Regions from separate parts of the Xenopus tropicalis genome. Here region 2 is linked to region 1. The links are chromatin contacts, called in public Hi-C maps. All regions are on one chromosome and are shown on one strand. The core of a region is the stretch at or near the end of the contact, and the rest is flanking DNA. Distances in the headings are between cores, read along the strand shown. Region 1 overlaps fryl (protein furry homolog-like). Region 2 overlaps fryl (protein furry homolog-like).

What was found. Hi-C and Micro-C count contacts between places; a contact is called where the count stands out from the background.
Region 2: a contact with region 1 is called in a Hi-C map of neurula embryo, with 2.2 times the contacts expected there. The contact joins two enhancer-like sites. A contact is called at or near these places in 4 of 5 Hi-C or Micro-C datasets (brain, gastrula embryo, neurula embryo and 1 more).

Annotation. Positions count from the first base shown.
Region 1 is chr1:38,976,125-38,978,824 of UCB_Xtro_10.0, reverse strand. It overlaps fryl (protein furry homolog-like), which reads left to right. Exons shown (of 67, transcript XM_012955689.3): 32 at 1,581-1,691; 33 at 2,009-2,163; 34 at 2,262-2,361. Among named protein-coding and RNA genes, the nearest start is that of zar1, 46 kb to the right of the region's middle. Within about 2 kb of position 1,449, at least 1 of the 11 cell types and tissues checked has an H3K27ac peak or open chromatin away from gene starts, as enhancers often do. A contact at or near this core is called in neurula embryo, where this site is marked.
Region 2 is chr1:39,074,264-39,076,963 of UCB_Xtro_10.0, reverse strand. The region is part of intron 3 of fryl (protein furry homolog-like); the gene reads left to right. Among named protein-coding and RNA genes, the nearest start is that of fryl, 46 kb to the left of the region's middle. Within about 2 kb of position 1,338, at least 6 of the 11 cell types and tissues checked have an H3K27ac peak or open chromatin away from gene starts, as enhancers often do. A contact at or near this core is called in neurula embryo, where this site is marked.

The DNA of each region.
Region 1 (2,700 bases), core at 200-2,699:
GTTGCAGGGTTTGTGCTTGGCAACAAGCAGGAGCTTTATAATGCAGAACCCACATTTCTGCCAGGGAATAAAGTCGCTGATGTTCTGGGCTGTGCAGCCAACTTACTGGGACATTTGCACCAAACCCTGGCATTAAGAGCCATTCATAATATGGGCATTGTGGATGAAGCTTTGCACGCCAGGGCGAAAGAAATATTTATTTAGTCAACAGTACATGATTCCTGTTAGGGTGACAAAATATTTTTGTTTGCATTTTGCAAGGTGCTAGAACCCATAAGCCCTATCTCTTTAAAGGGCCACTATACGCATCTTCTTGTAATTAGAATATTATACATTAAAATGTCTAAGGGAGATGATGAGGATGGCTATGAGACAACAACCTGACAAAGGTACATGTCACTTAGAAGGAAATAATAATAAAAAAAGGTGTAGTGCCTTTTAAGGGACATTTTATCAGCATTTTATCAACATTTTATCAACAAAAGACTTTATTCAGTAGGTTCCATAAAGGTCACATTTTTTTAGATTTTCCTCAAAAGACAACTCTACCCAAATAATGAAAAACATTAAAATGCAATTTGAATTCATTTTCCATTGTTTTTTTTTTATTATTTTAAACAATTTCCAAGTAATTTTCTTTACTTAAACATTTAATTAAATGTGTTCATGTTACTTGTGAATGTATTTGCTATTTAATGCAGTGTTTGTATATCCCCTTCTGTTCTCTGCATGGGTTGTTCTAACTTGTGAAGCCATGCAGCAGTCTTGGAGAGTGAAAAGAAAAGAGTAAATAGAAATAGCCAGACTTAACCCCCTATCAATAGCAATTACATATATAGATATTTTATAACCATTTAAGATGTTGATTAATGTATATTTTGATCATGCAGAATTTAATTATTTTTAGTATTTGGGTGGAGTTCCCATTTTACTTTAAAGTAGACTTTGTGCATCTAACCAGCGCAGAAGGTCTGCCATACAGTAGGGACCCAGTTATGAATAAGCTTCTGAGAAAGTGGAGTACTAGATATGAAGTGCATTAAGCCAGTGGTGGTTTTCATTTCCCCATGTACGTGTAGCAGCCAGTGTATGACACACCTATAGATAATGAGTTTTGCTATGTAACTTTATGGGTAAGAGACAAAACAGTGTTGCACTTAGACATTTCAAGCTGAACGATTAATTGAGCCAAAGCTTGTCCTGACCGAGTACTTAAAATGCAATACATCAGGAGGCTTGTCATATCACTGTTACACAATCTTACTGCTGCTCTGGGTGTGATGCCACTTAACTGACTAATACTATGAGCTTATTATCAACATGTAAATTAAACATTCTGCTCTACATCTCACTTGTGTCGTAGCATTTTACAGATTATAGTCTAACGTGGAGCCTGAGGCACTAGGAGCTGACACTGTAATCACACCCAGGCTGTCCAGCTTGAGTCAGCTTCAAGTGACAAACCAATGAGCCACTTCTCTAGGCCTGGACAATAACTAACACTTGGTCTGTACACTTGTGGGTGTAACCTTTTTCTATAATCAGCCTCCGGCAATGTATGTTCTCCCATTGTTTTGCAGGCTATGTCCGCTGTACTGTGCTGCGGTCCTGTTGCAGATAATGTCGGCCTGTCATCTGATGGATATTTGTATAAATGGTTGGATAATATTTTAGATTCCCAGGACAAGAAGGTAATTCCTAGTTCTGCTACATGTGGTGTTCAGTGTTCACCTTCTGCTATTGGTTTATAATATGGTCTTGTACACAAATCTGCACTGATTTGTGTCTGAATACTGAATCTCTATCCTAATTTGTATGTTCTGTATATCTGTCTTAGTATTCTGCCTGCAGCCTTACTACATGTGAATTTGTAGTTTAGGGTGTAGGTGCTGCCACTATCATATGAGAGATGTAACCATTCATAAAAATGTGTATTTTTAGTTTCTGCTTTTTTTTTTCTTTTGTTGAATGCATGTCTGTCTGATCCCATTGTTCTATTCCCCAAAAGGTTCACCAGTTGGGCTGCGAGGCTGTGATGCTTTTGCTTGAGCTTAATCCAGACCAGAGCAATTTAATGTACTGGGCAGTGGACCGCTGCTACACTGGCTCCAAGCGGGTGGCATCTGGCTGCTTTAAAGCTATAGCCAGTGTTTTCCAAAACAGGTATAACTACATACGGCATTGCTGTCAGAGCAAAAAATTGCATTTTTTGGGTTTTTGTTTATTTTGGTCTCTCTTCATTTTCTTTAAATGCCCTACAGGGATTACCAGTGTGACACGGTGACTCTTCTTAATCTGATCCTGTTTAAAGCAGCCGACTCTGCCAGGGATATCTATGAAGTTGCTATGCAATTACTTCAGGTTTGTAAATACTATGTGTTACCATGCTGAGAAAGGCAAAGTCCAGCACCCAAGAAAATAGTATCACGCATTCCCTGCGCATTATCTGCTTTCTGTATTCATACTGTGCTTGCATGGATGTTTACCTGGTACCTGAATAGTGTCTGTAAAGATAGCTAAATCTATATATTGTTTAACTCCGGTCAGTCTTTCTTTCTTGGGCTTACTTCTGGGTGATATAAGGGGCCCATGCAACCCATCAACTGCCCTCTGTTCCCATAGCCCAATGCACACCTCAGCAAATAGGATTTTCTGCTCATAGTTGCAGCCAAAATGCCTGCTGACTCCAAAGCTCACTTT
Region 2 (2,700 bases), core at 89-2,588, 98 kb before region 1:
TTCATGTTGAGTTGAAAAACATGAAGTCACTGAATCTTCCCTGTCAAAGTCAATGGAAAAATTGGGGGGTTCGGAGCGGCGCCACAAAAAGACGGGGGGCAGGATCACTTAGAAAAGCACAAGCAACCTGCTCCGCTATAGGGTGAAGAAGTGTGGGGAGTTTGGGTGTTGTACCCCTAAAACTGTAGGAGGAGTAGCGTTTAGAAAATGGGGGGCGCTAAGAAGAAGAAGAAGCGGAAGAATAAGCCAAAGTGGAAGAACAGTCTGTGGGGTTTTCAACCCAACATAATAATCAAAGTGAGGAATGCATTTGGGTTACAAAGCTGGAACAGGTGGTGGTGTTTACAAGGAAAAACACAAATTAACCTGATCTGCTGCATTCTTGCTAAATTGTTGATATATATATCCACAACAAACCAAATGGGGCTTGGCCGGGATGAGCAGAAACCTTGGCTATATCTGTTAAATAAATATCATGGGATAGTATAGGTAGGGCTGAATGGGGAAGGCACTTTTATGACTTTGCTGCTGAGGTGTCTTATTAGGTTGCAGACAGGCCTGGATAATACTAATTTGACCCACAGTAAGAATGTTGGTGGCCCTGTGCCTGTTCACAATATTCTGAGAGTCTATTTAGGCTTGTTTGGTAGATCCCACAATATGCTGTGGTTTTCCTCCTGGTGCGGGACACAGGGCAGAGTTCCCTTGTTGAATGCAGTGTTATAATATATAGAAAGCATAGCAGGTAGAGCCATAATATTATGGTGCAGTCCCAATGGATAGTTCTGTAATATGAATTGCCAAACGCAGGTGAGAAGCTGAAGAATGCATCTGGCCTATGTTCAGTGGATCAGCAAGGTGCTGTGGATGCTGGCACAATAGAATAGACTGCTCTCTATTAATACTATTAACGTTTCTGTGTGCGATGGAAAGTATAAAAAGCTACTGCATGGAAAAGCATGCTTGTAAGAGCCCTTAGTTCCATATATCTAAATGCAGTCAAGTAATATCAATATTTTAATGATATTTCTCTTGACCTTTAATCTGTATACTTTAGCAAGACACCACATTTTTTTACATAATCAGATAATGTTTAGTGTTATATTTATGGCACAATGTTGTTCTAACTTGGCCTTGACGTAATGGGTAAGTGATGTTTGTAATGTGCTTACCCTTCTACATATTACTTGAAAACAACATTTTTATTATAAACTATGTAGAGCTGATCTAAAGCATCAGGAATTTAAGTGTTCCAGTGCCATGGCACTGAGATGTAATATCTGTTGCTGCCAGTAGCCCAGAGGCTTGTAGTACCTCTCAGCAAAGCATGGGGGCGTAGCCGTAGCATAAAAGCACACTGTTTATGAAATGTCTTCCAGTTATGTTTAGTTTTTCTAGATCTGTGTAGAGCAGCTCAGGATCCACTGGCTGACCAGTGCATAATGTGTGTAAATAATATATGTTTGTGTAAATATAATATGTATAAATGTACTAGAACTGCAGGTGTTGGCTTTAATAATGCACTGGAAGGGGCCATGTTTTCTGAACTGAAGGGTAAATCTCTGGGGCTTACAGTAACAATGTTAAATGCCAGCTAATTCCAGTGACTAGCTTATACTGCTGTTTTCATACCCTTTGTAGCATTAATCTCTTTAACCCTCTGAGTGCTGATAATAAGGGGATCATGATTCAACTCCCAGCATCATTTCCTAAATAAGCAATACTTACGTTTTAATTCAGTGGGAACTGGGCCTGTGGGTTTGCTGGCAGGTAGTACTATCTATAACCAAACTGGTGTGCCCACCTTAATAATACCATGTGACTCACTGGGTAATATGAAGTGTCCAGTAGTGTGCTACCAGAATTTTTACGGCATTCCGGTAGTTCTGCTGCATACTGGCTCTTCTGTCTAAATAAATACATTGTATGTCAATACAATAACCTGATGTATATGAATATGAATACTTTACATACTTGTTAAAGCATTCATATTCATGCTGCATTCATTAGATCTACAGATCTGTCACTGATAATCATGTACTTATAGTGACAGATATGTGCATCTAATGAATGCAGCGGGAAGTTGTTGTTTTTGGCAAAACATTAAAAAAAGCCCAAAGGTGTTAGGTTCGTGTTCCTCCCTGGCATGGATTTCCTCTAGGGGACTAATTTTTTGTCTGCATTGCCATTGTTGTCTCCTGCACATAGTACAGGTATTGAACCTGTTATCCAGAATGCTTGGGACCTGGGGTTTTCCAGGTAAGGGGTCTTTGTAGCATCATTCTTCAGGTCTATTTAAAAATCATTTAAACATGAAATGAACCCAATACTATTGCTTTGCCTCTAATATAGACTAATTCTATCTTAGTTGAGATTAAGTACAAGGTGTTTTATTATTACAGAGAAAAAGGAAATCTTTTTAAAAATCTGAATTATTTGATTAAAATGTACTTAATAAAAGGCGGCCTTCCATTAATTCCGAGCTTTCTGGGTCTCTGGTTTCTGGATAACGGATCCCATACCTGTAATGCAAAAATGTTGGCTGCTTACGAAAGGAATGGCTCTGGACAAGTATGTAAAGCATTTATATTCATATACATCGGGTTATTGTATTGACAGATTCTTTTGTGGGGATGGGAGGGAAGAGGTGAATGTTATTTTTATTCTGCTTAGGTGGCAACTAAAGCTTTAGCATCTCAG